Regions from separate parts of the Hordeum vulgare genome. Here region 2 is linked to region 1. The links are chromatin contacts, called in public Hi-C maps. All regions are on one chromosome and are shown on one strand. Each heading gives the region's core, a stretch centred on a gene start, on an enhancer-like site or on the middle of the called end of the contact. The rest is flanking DNA. Distances are from core to core; before and after follow the strand shown. Region 1 holds the start of LOC123428818 (zinc finger CCCH domain-containing protein 30-like). Region 2 holds the start of LOC123428015 (protein IQ-DOMAIN 32).

Region 1 (7,338 bases), core at 2,277-4,776:
GGCCACAACATGTAACCTCTACCTGAAGAAACCATAATCCTGTGGGATCTGAAAGCTGCGATACGAGATACTGGAAATGCCTGAGCGCTGCCGTCCACAGGCTCAGCCAGGTAGACGGGCACTGGTCAGAGTACTTCCAGCTGGTTCTACGGAAAGCGCACTAGGCGCCATCAGCTGCCAGCTTGCTTCGTCTCCAGATAACAACCATGTCACGTCGCTGCAACTTGCAACGGCCAAGACAATGACACGGCGCACAAAGCCAGTCATCTCAATCCACATTCCAAGTCAGCAACAGTCACGGCGCATGTCACTGCACAAGCAGTTGAGGGTCCAGCTAGGCTCGCTTAAGACCATACATCAGATACAGTTATTACAGATCAGATCATCACCACGGATGTATTCTCCCATCAATCAGGTACCAAACCATAGCAATACATTCGGCAAACCTGCTCTTGGTATCATCAACTCAAGTGCCAGCATGCCACAGCAGCACAAAATAATGCCTACCTCTTCTTGAAACCATACTTCTTGCGCTCGTAGAAGAGGTCCGTCTTGGCGCTCCCCAGGTTCACGATCTTGGGGCACCCGTCCCGGTCCTTCTCCTGCTGCGTGCACTCCTTGCAGTAGTAGGCATCCGAGATGCCCACCCCTCCGCAGATGACACACCTCCCCTGGAAAGAGCCGTAGTTGCACTCGTCGCAGACACGGACAAGGGTGCAGGGGCGCACGTACGAGTCGCAGATGACGCACTTGCCGTCGCACTTCTCACACAGGCGGCCGATGGCAATGCCGGGCTGCTTCCGGCACATGATGAGATCGGGGTGATGCTTCGCCATGGCTGTCGGATGCTGCTAACCTGTGAAAACCAGGAGCGCGTTACTTGTCAGAATATAGTCATCTTAGGATGTCAGCAAAAGAAATAAAATGGTGAGGCGTCCCTAAGAAAAACGAAAGTGCCAATTCAGTTGACTGCAGCACTGCATGTGGCATCTCAATAAGCAAACTGCTAATGGTTGCACTCGCAACAGAAATAAAGTGGTGAAGCATCGCAACAAAAAGCAAATTGTTAATTTACAGGAAATTTGGATGTAGCATCGCAAGGAGAAGCAAATTGCTAATGCACTTTATTTGTTGAACTTGCAACCAGTGGCAACTTAGCTGTCCCCCACTCCACCTCCCGGCATAGAAACAAACAAGATACTATTCCTAAATCCTAACGATGAAATTATTTTTACAACTAGTAATTCATCATGCTCTAATGTTCTACATCATCAAGGTGAAATAAACGACACAAGAACAGATTGCCCTTCAGGAAAAGGAAGTATACCACTAGAATTCATATAACCAACATTGACAAAAATACAGTACGAGTTAAAATTCAACCCCATCGTTCCAATTTCTTCATTTGCTGTCATCAGCGTCCCTTCAAACACATTTCCATAGGACAATTAACACATATACAGTGGTATGGTGCAAATTCCACCCAGTTTTTCCAATATATTCTTTTAATGCCATTAGAGTGCCATCAAAAAAATTTAAAAAAACATTCCATCATAAAAGCACACAGACATTTAGGCATATGTTTCTTGCTTTCTACAGAAGCCACATCATAGCAGACATTTTCAGCAACTGCGGTGGAGCTAGAAATGTATGACAGCAGGTGAACTAAAAACCCTGAATACCACCCCACAATACACCCCCACCCCCCCTCCCGGCACAGAAATAAACAAGAAAACATTCCTAAGATTGAAATTATTTTAGAACTAGGAATTCATCAAGCTCTACATTATCAAGGTGAAATAATTCACACAAACAGATTGCCCTTAAAGAATGGGAAGTATACCACTATAATTTGTAATCAACATTGACAAAACCACAGTATAATTTCAAATTTGACCCCATCATGTATTCATTTACTGTCATCGGGGTCCCTCCAGACAAATTTCCATTGGACAACAGACAAAGATACAGTGGGCATGGTTGCAAATTCCAGCCACCCTTTTCAATATAGTCATTTAATGTCATTAGAGCCCCATCAAACATAAAAACTATTCCATCATAAAGGCACACAGACATGTAGGCATATGTTGCCTGCATTCCACGGAAGCCACTGAAGTCACATCATAGCACACATTTTCACCAACTTGATGTTGGAAGCTAGAAATGTATGACAGCAGGAGAACTCTAAACCCGGAATACCACCCCACAATACACCGATCAGAGGTTATAAATCTTAGATATACAAAATTTGATGTTGGAAGCTGATCCAAAACATTTCCAACCAAATCAGTTACCTAGTTATGCGAAGTTTCTGGTTGGAGTCTTTAAGTAAGGGGTGAAAACTATACTATCACAAAACACAACTAATAGGGTGCCCCAACCACAACTATACCCATATGAAAACAGAATGAACAGTGCCCCTGCCACAACTATATCCAATATAATTAAAACTGAATGCAGATTTGAAAGCTTTCAAAGACAACCGAATGTTGTAAAGACTAAAGAAGTAAAGAACACGAATTCAAAGTGACAATGTTATCAATTTGATAGGCACACCATCCTATGGCTTTAACAGCATAATTCCAGTACAACAAATTTTACATATCATGAGCATGGCATTACTTCCCGTTGACGATATGAAAATTAACAACATACTCCCTCCGTCCGGAAATACTTGTCTTAAAAGTAGATGTATCTAGACTTATTTTAGTTATAGATACATCCATTTTATACATTTCTAGGACAAGTATTTCCGGACGGAGGGAGTACAATTGTTTTAGGTACACTACCTATAGCATAAATACAGCATACATATAGGAGTTACCAGCGTATATTATTAATTACTTCGCTGATTGCTACTTCAGTTCCCACAAAATAAATCTTATAGCATGAGCTCCAGCCTTCAAGGTCACTCGAGACAGTAAAATGTGAGTATACAAACCAAATTAGCATATGTTTCAGTTCCATCCTCCAAGATCACTAGCCAACATAACATAATTGATAATTGTATTAGTGTACTAGATGATGGAGTACCAATTATAGGCCCCTACATATCTGGCTAGCGAAACCGAAGTTACAGATCACACCACTAATTGCTTGTGGCCGTGTTTCAAGCTGCGGTCATCCAAACCATTCGAAGCTTAGTGAATCTAGAAGAACAGGAACCCTACTCGCCGGTGCTTAGAGGGCTACGATTGGTGCAGAAGGACACGCCCCACCCCCAAGCTGCGGCGGCTGAACTACGGGGCAGCGCGAGGAACATGGACAAGCGTCCGAGGAGAAATCGCCGTTGCGGAGCAGAAAACCTAGGGGATACATACGCTTCGAGTGGCGGAACGGGACCGTACATCACAAGAGAAGCTCTAGGGTCCGGTCTGCACGCACCTTCCGAATGACGAGCTCGCCGCGGCGGCGCTTGCTCCTGGCTCCTTGGCTTCCCGCGGGCGACGCGCCGAGACCCCGAGACGACGTCGACGAGGCGGGCGGAATGTATTCTGGCGGCGGCGGCGGCCGATGCGGCTAGAAGCTTGCAGATAAAAGACGAAGAGGTGTGCTGCGATGGGGATCGCCGTCCAAATCGCCCGGCTGCCCGATCGGACGGCTACCAGAGGCCGATGCGGTTCACCATATTCTGCTCGACTGGGGCTGGGTCCCACTTGTCGGCCTCTCAACACCTTCGACCCCCCCTCCTGACCCCTTCTCCAGCGCCACCGTCGCCCCCGCCGCCGCCGCCGTTGAGCACCCGCTGCCGCAGAGGTCTGCACCGCCTCCCGAGCCAATCTCGCTCGCGCTCTACGGGGAGAGGCGATGGATTCGGCAGGACCCTCGAAGCCCGAGGAGGTGGCCGCTTACCAGAGCAGCGAGGCCAAGCAGGCGAGGCTGCAGTCCATGCTCGCGGCGCTCCTCGACGACCCCATACTCGCCGACGTCCCGAGGAAGCCCTCGCTGGCGGACGTGGACACGCTCATCAACCTCGAGCTCGGCAGCGCCATGAGGGTGACCGTCGTCAAGCTGGACAACACCTCGTTCGGTATATGGCCCTCTTCCAACCCCCACATTTCTGTCTAAATCTTTCACCATGCGCTTATCCCCATCTCAATTCGTGTTCTGCATATTTTTCATTGTGGTGATGAAGATGTCGCGGTGTTGAACACTGCTACGCTCAAGGATTTGAAGCTGGCTGTCAGGAAGAAAATAACTGAGATAGAGCAGGGCCAGATGGGCCATCGTCACATCTCATGGTAAGGAATAGGATCTTTTCCTAAATCAATGGAATGCCTCGAATTGATTTCTTCCGTGGATGATGGCTTCTGACAGTCATGGCATCAACTTGATTCATGCTAACACAGGTTGATCTAGTTACTTGACGTTCTTCAATATATTCTGAATTTGCACTGAGCTTGACCTGTTTGGTCTCTAATAGCTGAATGTGTTACATAAGGCTAGTCAAACCAACTTCAATCAGGCTTTCTGTATTAGTGTCTTTCTGTTGAAACTTGAAGGAAAATATAATGTTCGAATTGGGATCTCTGTATTAGTGTGTTTCGGTTGAAACTGGAAAATATATCTTCCCAAACTTGACTTCTAGAAGTAGTTTTAGCTCAAACTGCTCAGCGAATTTGCCTTACGATTATTTCAGAATGTGCAAGCCTGCTATTTCTACACTGTTTATTTACCTCCAAAAAATCAAGAACCTTCTAAATTCTAATTTGAGACCCTATTTTCTTAATTCGAAGCTTCTGCTATGTTGTTATAAGCCTGTCTAGGAGATTACATTCTTCTTCAGTCGAATATGATGATAACACTCTTTGATATTTAATGTCTCCTACAGTGGGCACTCAGTCACTGAAGATCTACCAAAAGGTACTAGTTTAGATAGGCATCATGATCTGAATAAGATGAAGGTCACAAGATCTACAGTATTCACTTGGATTCTGAAATAGCTCGAGACGCTGAGAATCCAAGCTGAAGCTTATTTTGTTTTTTAGCTTGATATTTGCACTGAACTTGACCTGTTTGGTATTGACTAGCATGTGTGTACACAAGGTTAGTCAAACCCATTTGAATTAAGGTCCCTATCATAACTAATCTATTTCAGTTCAAACTATGGAGGATATAATGTTCAAAGATTGTCTTCTTAAAAGTAGTTTGAGCTCAGCATATAAAGAAATTGCTCTCTAAGATGTTTAATGGCATTGTAAACTCTAAAATATGAACCCCATTCCTTAACTCCATGAAGATTCAGCCATGTGGTTGTAGTTTGTCTAGGACAGTACAACATTTGCTGTCTGATATCACAGTAGTACTCGCCGCAAAGAGGTCTTGGCGTCAGTATTTGTTACCACTGTCAGAAAGTGTTGTGCCTACTTGTCAGACAAAAGCTACTATGTAGTATGAAGATCGCAAGTGCTTTATGATAAACTATAGAATTGGGAAGCCTCGACTATTTTATTTCTGTACAGAATGAACATTACTAGATGTTGAAAACAATTTACAACTCCATAATTAATATGGTTGGGCATCTGCCAACTATTAAGTAAAGCCCATATACAGGTTCAGATGTACAGATGTAAAACTAGTTAGAGATCCTACTTTACTGTTCTTAGCTAGGCTTGATAATATAGCTTCAATTATATAATACTCCCTCCGTCCGGAATTACTTGTCTGAGATTTTTCTGGACACATTTTAGTGTTATATACATTCGTATCTAGACAAATCTAAGACGAGTAATTTGGGACGGAGGTAATAGCTGTCAGGTTTGTATTGAAGTTCCTGAAAGTGCCTTCTTGGTATCCATCTCTTCCTGAATTATGGAGTTCAAAGGCATAATGATTTATGTGGTTCTCGGCACTAGTTGCATATGTAAAGTACCTGTGGAATGCTTTCTTGCTGTATTTGATCATTTAGCTCCATTATTTTAGCCGGAAATATCCATGTTTTCATCCATTTTTCTATTAAAAACCAACATACTTTTTTGTGGCATCTATCAACCATTTCTTTTTCAATATTTCCATTTGTTAAGGATACCGAGAATTTCTAAACTCGCTTTAAGTATTTATGTTTGTCCCAGGAAGCATATTTGGGAGAACTACTGCCTGACACATCAAAGTGAGAAGTTGATAGATGACAATTCTGCACTTTCTTCTTATGACATTCGTAATAACTCCAAGGTGTGGTTCCTTCTGTTAGAGAATAACATAATTTTCTCCATTTCGATTTTTCGGAACTTTTTGGTGTGCATAGCAGCATATGAAACCTCTTTGGGGAACAACCCATCTCTTTATGGACATTTACCTTTTTGGATGGAACAAAAATGCATATACTTCTTTCTTAAGATGGCCTAGTGGAATCTGCATTACCAAATAAGATAGTTTGACCTCAAATGCATCCACTTACAGAGATAGTGTTACTAGATATGTCAGGTATCAACTAAAGATGTATGAAGTGAATAAAGTTTTGTGACTAGGTTTGTTTCTCACCACACGTCATGTCGAGAGTACATCAGAAGCATTCCAGGAGAAGAAAACACCGTTTCTTCCACGGTCTTAGCAGGAAGATGTGATCCCTAATCAGGACAAGCCGTTGCTACCAGTGGAGAGTGATCATTTTCAAAACGAAGAACGCCCCAAGTTTTAGCTGCGGCGGATATATTTCAAGGAAGCAATCCACTAATTCGTCGATGCATGGAGTTGCAGAAGATCGTGTATGCTTGGGAAGAGCACTACGTGTGTAGTGCACGTGAGCTAATCTGTGTTCTAAGTAGTAATATGGAAGCTACCGATCTGATCATGTAATTCGGCAGTGGAAGTGCACTCCACAATATGTAATGCACTATCTGCACCATGCTTTTGCAGGTCAGCTAGCTCCGGTAAACTACTGGCTGCTTCATTTATATTTATTTATTATGAGAGGAACACCTCGTATTCCATTAACTTAACAAGCTGGACGTGGTGCCAGTTACAAGGTCTATTACATAATCTGGCAACGGGTCAAGCCAGACTTGGTAGCTTTCCCGCTCCATACCCGTGCCGTAAGCAGCCAAGTAATGTGCTGACATATTACAAGCTCTTGGACAAACTTTTACCTTACATGATTGAAAGGATAGGCATATTACAGATTTTATTTCTTTGAAAATCACACACAGGTTGGAGCAGTCATATGCATCAGAAAGTGATCGCCTGCTTCAGAACAGCTGCATCTGTCTCCAAGATGATTCTTTGACACCCCATGCTCATTGCTTCTTTGACTGCATAAAGCATGCCTAGTGCTTCAATATGAAGAGAAGAGGATAGCAACGTTCACCAAATTGCCAGCTCCTGCAATCAGCGCAAGACCTT
Region 2 (7,338 bases), core at 3,568-6,067, 150 kb before region 1:
CTCTCCCCTCATTAACTACATGACACATAAGCAAATTTGTCTTGAAATGCATTACTCCCTCTCTTCCGGTTTATAGGGCTCAAATATGAAATCTTATCAACCAAGGTGGATTGTGAGTGGATGACATTAGTTTTAACTAGCCAACGAAATATTTTTCATATTTTCGATTCCTGAAAGAATAAGTGTAGCACCCTCCTTTCTATTGGACTTGCATGACGCATGCAGAAAAAGATGCATTCATGACCACTAATTTTATTTCTCTTATATCCATGAGTTAAATCTGAAGTGAGACTCAAAGTAATTTAATTTAATTGGATTCTAAGTGAGGCTCATATAATGGAAATCTGAAATATTTGAGACATGCCTTTAAAACGGAAAGGAGGGAGTATGTTACTGGCTGCGAGAGGTGAGTGTTTTCTAAACGGGATGGGATCCGACACCGCATGAGAGGTGAGTTTTAAATCATATTTTCTCGCATTTGTAGCACGCGACTAGAATTTTTCGTCAGTATTCCTGTAGTTACTTTTGTGTGTTCATTTGCAATGCAGCATTTTAGTTCATTATGTGTGTCTTGAAATCATTATGAAGCTTTTCTCATGAGTTGTATTGGAACAAAAACTCTTAGACCCACTACAGATCAAACATCATGTTTTACTTCCATGTCATTTGTTATTACTAATACGGATTGTTTTCAATGATAGACAGATAACGTTTTCATCGGGTGTGTTTGGTAGGGTGCCTCACGGATGCATGAGGGCAAGAGTTTTCTTCTCAACCCACTTTTGGATGTTTGGTAGCGTGCATGAGACCTCATGAGCATGCGCGAGCTCACCTCAAATACTCTCATAGCATGCATGAAGAGTGAACACCCCAACAAACGTTGCTGGTGAGCATGCACGAGTGAATAAGTGTTTCAAAAAATGTTCAGAAGTTCAAAAATTGTTTAAAATTTTTAAAAGTGTTTAAATTCTCAAAGTTTCTTTAGTTTTTCAAAAAATGTGTATTATTTCAAAAATGTTCATATTTTAAAATTTTAAAAATGTTCAATTTTTTGTTCCAATTTAAAAAATGATTAGAATTTCAAAACTTGTCTAAATTTTTGAAAATGTTTAGAATTTCAAATTTTATTTAAATTTTCAAAAAAAATGCTCAGTTTTTCAAATTTTGTGTATTTTAAAAAAAATTAAAATTTTGTGTAAATTTTCAAAAAATGATTGAAATTTGAAAATATATTTATGTTAAAAAAATAATCATCATTGGAAAAAAATGAATTCAAAATTGTTCAACATATCTAAACAAATGCAGGTTGTCGAACAAAGTGTCAACTCGACTTGTCGTACCACATACACCGCTACCAAACAACAACAAATGAATGTATTCATCATGTATCATAGAAGAACCACCATGCTAGGTTGAGAGCTTCTTTGTTTCACAAAAATTCAAAACATAGAAATGGGGAAAATACAGGAATAGAATGACATGTCCTATAGTTCCCTGCAGGATTTGTAAGAATGGTCGATAGCGGCATAGCGCAGGAAAAACTAAATATGCTATGAAGAGATTTTTGAACGGATGGAAAGTTTCCTCCAAATTATAGTACAATGGATCTTAACAAAAATTCCTAAGGATTTTAATCCTACGAATCAAACAACCATTACGAAAAAAAATCCTAAAGATTCACATTCTTTAAAAATTTCATGTAATTTCTTTGAGTCAAAAGAGAATTGAGAATGCTGCCAAACATACTCGTCCACGACGGTGTTTATAACGTACTCTTTCTATACCATAATATATAACATTTTAGCAGTTTAATTAAGCTGCTAAAACGTCATATATCGTATATCATGATACGGAGGGAAGTGATAAAGAACTCGAAAATACCGAAAAGGAAAAACCGACGGCTGTGACCCGTAGAGAAAGGAGTTACCTTTCCGAAATTTCATCGTCACGTCCCCGGTCAGAGTCAGAGCTCACCAGTCTTGAGAATAAAATAATCCAACGACCAGCCCAGCAAGAGAGAGAGAGAGAGAGAGTGTACGCTGGCGGTCGCGGAATGGAACGAGACCGGGTCAGTCGGGCAGTGGAGGCGTGGCAGGCAGCTCGTGCGAGAGGGTCAGTGAACAGAACCGCAGTGAGGGCCGGCCGGTGCCCATCTTTCTCCTTTCTCCACCTTTTTCCTGCCCCGGTCCAGCGGCGACTCACGTGAACGGCGCATCAATGGCCCATCGACCACCCACGCAGCAGTAGCAACATACTACAGTAGTAGTCACCGGACCAAGCACTTTCTCGTGCTCGCCCCGGGTCCCCGCCTCCTCGTGCTCCTCGTTCAGCACCCGAACCGTTGCATCTCGCATCCATTTCACCCCAGCTCCCACACCACCGTCGTCGTCGTTTTTCATGCCGCCACCTTATCTCAGACGACCGGCAGATGAATCTGCGACGCGTAGGAGATCACACAACAAACGGAGGAGATGTGCACTGTGAATCCGCGACGTGATGCGAGTAAAAAATGAGTGCTTGCCGTAAGCAGGGCTTCTCAGGTCGGGTGGTGCGTGGCAACAGCGTGTATCGCTCGTGGAGGCCTTTCTCCCATGGCAACGGATCGAGGGAACACCGAGCACTGGCCAGCCGGAAGGAGTAGAACACGTACGTACGTACGTACGTGCATAAGGTCGATCGGGACAGACAGCTCCCGGTCCCAACCACCAGCGTCCGAGGGGGCAAGCGCAGCGACATGATGAGTCGATGACGATGGCCAAATTTCTCGGCACAAGAGATGGCACGGCTAAAATTAGTACCCAACTCCACCCGTGCAGGCACATGTACCTGCTCGCACGACAGCCGCACGGAACAAGACCAAACCGGCGGCATAGAGTTTGAAAATCACGATTGTTCAAATCAAAGTCAAGTCTCAGTCGATGATATATTCGTAAAATCTTATGTAAGGATCGGTAATATTTTTTATATATGTTACGTCGCTTAACTGAGAAATAAGTTAAGCCTTAGTTGCCTGAGATCTAACGACACTCTCTAGAAACCGCAATAACCACCTTTTGAATCGCGAGATGCGTTACAGAGACGGTCACTAATTTATAGAGGCTCCATGGACAAAACGCAAACCTAAATTTTGCATAAACCGAGCCTCCAAAAAATGATGGTTGTGGAATCGGTTTGTCCATAGCAAATGGAGGGCGCCCAGTAGTTTTTTTTTTCCTTTTTCTTTACGTTTGGGATTTATCATTCTCATAAAAAATGGTTACAGATCAATGGTATTGCGTGGGCCCAGCCCCTCCGTTCTCTGCCACTAGATACAGTGATTCTTTCATAAAAAACACAAATTGCACTTACAAAACTAAAATTTTCTTATAGTAAGGGTGAAAAATTTATTGCACCATGACTTTACATTCAAGGAACACATAATAAATTAAACTAATAAATATTAAATTGGTTGCGACGAAGGCGTTTGCGGGACGTATCAGTGCTAGAGGACCCGTCATGGAATATGGTGTTGGTTGCCACAATCTCATGGGAACATACCTCGACGGCCACATCCGAAGCTAGCCACACGCTAGCAACATTGTTGGAGGCCGCGATGGCCAGAAACGGGCCTCAACAACTTCGTCCCATGCCGACCGATCGTTGTCAAAGACGGACACATGGACGCATAATGCGCCCAACCTCCGTCTAACGACCAAGGCGTAGCTGAAGTCGAACTGAAAGGGTAGCATGCCATCCCGTTCCTCCTCCTTCATTGTTGGGGGATGGGGGATGGGGTGGGGCGTGCTTGTGCCTCGCCAATGAGTGAAAGTGGGAGATGGGAGGCGCAAGAAAGGGAATGGATAAGCCGAGAGAGGAGGGCGTCAACCTTTTATAGCCGTTCAGTGGTGGAGGGTGGGAGCAAACCCGGGTTGAGAGTATTCATGGAAGGAAGGAGGGACGCTCTTTCCGGTGAAAGTGTGAGCAGTATGGACGGCTATGCCATATGTTGGGTTAGGGACGAAAAAAAAACATATTGAAACTCTCCTCCGACGCAACTGGTTACATTTTAAAGCCGTTCTATATCAACACCTTCATGTTTTAAATATGGAAGTTTCACAACTGCTCCATATCAACACCTCCATGTTTTAAATATGGAAGTTTCACAACCGCTCCATATCAACGCCCCCCATGTTTCAAATATAGAAGCTCACATGCTTGACTGAAGCAGCTTCTAAAAATTATGCATGTCATGACCAGCACGACGACTCTGATAGACCCTCCTCTAATTTCACACTGATGGTTATCATAACGATCCTAGCGTCATGACACATCTGATAGAATTGCTCCAAGGCTTGTTTTAGGTGTATGCTAATAATTATTTACATATTTTCTCGTACGAGTGGAAAATAACAACTTTAAGCTTTCAACTAAAAAACAATTTTACGCTGTTTCGCTCATTTCTTCATCTAACCTCTCTACAGAGCCTTTCCCTTCCGGCCTAACTCACTAATAAAAACATAAAATATGTACGCCTTGGTTACAACGTATAGACAATTCATCAGTGAAAAATATAACATACGCATGAGAGTAATCATGAATATCTTGGCTGGACGGCTAACATCACTGTCTCGGACGGTATAATTCATCGTCTGTGTTACATTAATTCTAACTGATTATAGACGAAGATGTCAAAAGAAAAGAGCTTTTATTTATCTGCAAAAGAAAGTAGCTCGATTTATAATTTATATTTATAATTATAATTATACAAAAGATAGAAGAGCGAAAGAGAAAGGGCCGCGAGGCGGAACGCCCGGAAATATAAAAACGGCCAACCCAGCGTGCAAGCAGCCGGAAGCAAACAACACAGAAACGCCCAGCAGCAGCTGCTGCTGCACACCCGAGCCGCCCCCCGCACCCCTATCCAGTCCACAAACGCACACTCCCACGCGCAGCCAGCGGAGCAGCGCACTGACTTCACCGCCGCAGCGGCTCACCCGAGGCGGCGCCGGCGGCCGGAGGAGGAGGGGAGGTGAGGAGCGAGCGAGCCACCCGATCCGACCATGACCAAGTCCAAGAACGGCTGCCTCAAGATCCTCTGCGGCGGCGCCGGATCCGACGCCACCGCCGGCTCCGACCCCGAGACCGACGCCCACGCCGACGAGGTCGGTGCCCCTACGCCGAATGCGGCGCCTCCGCGTGCGCCCAGCCCCAGCGTGTGCGCGCGCTGTTCGTCCAAGCTGCTTGCTTTTCCTTTTCCCTTTTTTTTTTCTTCCTCGGTGTGGGTTCGAGCTGGTGCGCTTGTTCTCGGCAGATCTCCGCCCAGCGCGCGGGGCGGAGGCGGGCGTGGGTAGATCCAGGGCTGGTCCGCGGCGGGGGGCCGAAACGGCCACCAATTTGGGGGGGATTCCCCCAGTGATCCCGCGCCGCGCACCACCGGTTCAAATTTCGATTTCAAAACCGGCTGGGTGGTGGTGGCGGAGCTGCTCCAAGTCCCTCCCACCAGCAAGAGCGCACGGTCAAATTGCCACACACACACACGAGTTCACAAATTTCCTCCTTTTTAAACCTTTTTTTCTTTCCATTTTCCGCCGAGTGGCTCTAGTAGCTTAGGAGGTTGCTGTTTGGCGTCGTCTCGATCCCATGCAGGGTGGGATCTGGTGGCCTGGCGCCATGATGCCATGCTACGCGCGAGTGCACGCACTGTGCATGTTGTCTCTTGGCCTGGCGCGCCCGTCCTTCTCCTCCTCCCCATCCCCGGGCTTGGATTTTGCTAGCACCCTTGTCCCCCTGATTTGACATTTTTTGTTCTAATAAACGCTTTTGGCCACTTTCTTTCCCCTGCTGTGAGAATCATGGATTCAGGCGGACATGGCTTTCCTCTGGACCGCAAGTCCGGCCGAGCAGGTCGGCTGGTGAGGATCTTGGATTAAATCCACGTGGTGTTACGGAAAATTCGCGTATCACCGGGAATTCTGCACCCCGTGTGGTGAAATGGGATCTGAACTTTTGAGTTTTCATGTGACAGCCTAGAGGGGCTGTGGTTGTTGTTGAATTATGCATAATGAGCTTTTCCCCCTATTTACAAATTTCACACAGATTTTTCAGTTTAATTTGGATGAGAATAGGGATGAATTGAGGGATGGCTGGTAGTGTTACCACTATCAAACCATAGTTAAGAAGTTTACCAAGAAACGGACACATCAATAAACAAAAGGATACGTTTATAATACTCCCTCCGTCCCAAAATTCTTGTCTTAGATTTGTCTAGATATGAATGTATCTAGTCACATTTTAGTATTTAGCTACATTCATTTATAAATAAACCATAGACAAGAATTTTGAGATGGAGGGAGTAGAAAGCAATTAATGTGTTGCTTCGTTCAAATTTCTGATGGTGACTGAAGAAGAAAGTGATTATGTGTATTTGCCCTTCCATTTTGCGCCCTTTTACCTCCTAGTATCTGAAGTTTACTTCACTAGATGATGCTTCACAAGGTTACTCAATTCCCTGGTGTCACTTCTTATTTTATAATAATGCTCTCTCATTTTTGTCATGTGAAAGTTCTTAACAAGGATTCTATTTCCCTCTTCCTTATCTCGAGTACATGTTTTCACACTAATGGCTGATGCACATCTTGATTTTTCCAGAGCAAGGCCATCTCAGATAAAAGCAGATGGAGCTTTCGAAGGAGGTCTACAAGGCACCGAGTTCTGAAGAATTCTGATATATCCGAGCCTGAAACTCTAAGTTCGAGCAAAGCAAAAGCTGATGTTGCTCCAAGCAACAATGTCTACTCTTCAACATACTCTTATTCCTCAGAGAAGCCCCTGCATCTAGAGAAGCCAGATGAGAAGATTGTGCTTCAAGAGAAGCTAGATGAGAAGTCTGTGCACGAAGAGAAGCCCGATGAAAAGCAGACAGAGGAGACAACTGAAAAGCCAGTAGACCAGATAATTGAAAGGTCAATTGAACAGCCAGATGAAAAGATAACTGAGACACCAAGCAAAGAGCCGGCCGAAAGGATGCCCGAAAAACCAGTTGAAGAGCCAGCTGAAGAGGATGTTGAGAAACTTGATGAAAAGCCAGATGAAAGTATCTCTGTTTCAGCAACTGAGGTGAAGCAGGATGAAACTGCCTCACTTGTTGATAGCAGCATTCCAGATCCCGAGGAAGATCATGTGGAGTCTGCTGCTATTGTCATTCAGTCTGGCATCAGAACGTACAACGTATGTTACAATATTTTTGGCACCTATCATTATGTTCACTACGGAATTTTCCTGTTAAATGTTGGTACAGTACTAAGCGTTTACATGACTGCAGGCAAAGCAAGAACTATCGAATCATAAGGATCTTGTGAA

Evidence for each region. A called contact is a pair of places that touch in the nucleus more often than the background predicts.
Region 2: a Hi-C map of leaf shows a contact between it and region 1, with 2.7 times the contacts expected there. The contact joins the promoter of LOC123428015 here to the promoter of LOC123428818 in region 1. A contact is called at or near these places in 2 of 6 Hi-C or Micro-C datasets (leaf and seedling).

What each region holds. Positions count from the first base shown.
Region 1 is chr2H:625,558,324-625,565,661 of MorexV3_pseudomolecules_assembly, reverse strand. LOC123428818 (zinc finger CCCH domain-containing protein 30-like) reads right to left here and starts at 3,526. Exons shown (of 6, transcript XM_045112953.1): 1 at 3,385-3,526; 2 at 507-856. The coding sequence starts at 836. LOC123428014 (U11/U12 small nuclear ribonucleoprotein 25 kDa protein-like) reads left to right here and starts at 3,643. Exons shown (of 4, transcript XM_045112163.1): 1 at 3,643-4,030; 2 at 4,136-4,241; 3 at 6,072-6,171; 4 at 6,468-6,933. The coding sequence starts at 3,808. The coding sequence ends at 6,563.
Region 2 is chr2H:625,709,975-625,717,312 of MorexV3_pseudomolecules_assembly, reverse strand. LOC123428015 (protein IQ-DOMAIN 32) reads left to right here and starts at 4,817. Exons shown (of 6, transcript XM_045112164.1): 1 at 4,817-5,141; 2 at 6,628-7,206; 3 at 7,301-7,338. The coding sequence starts at 5,040.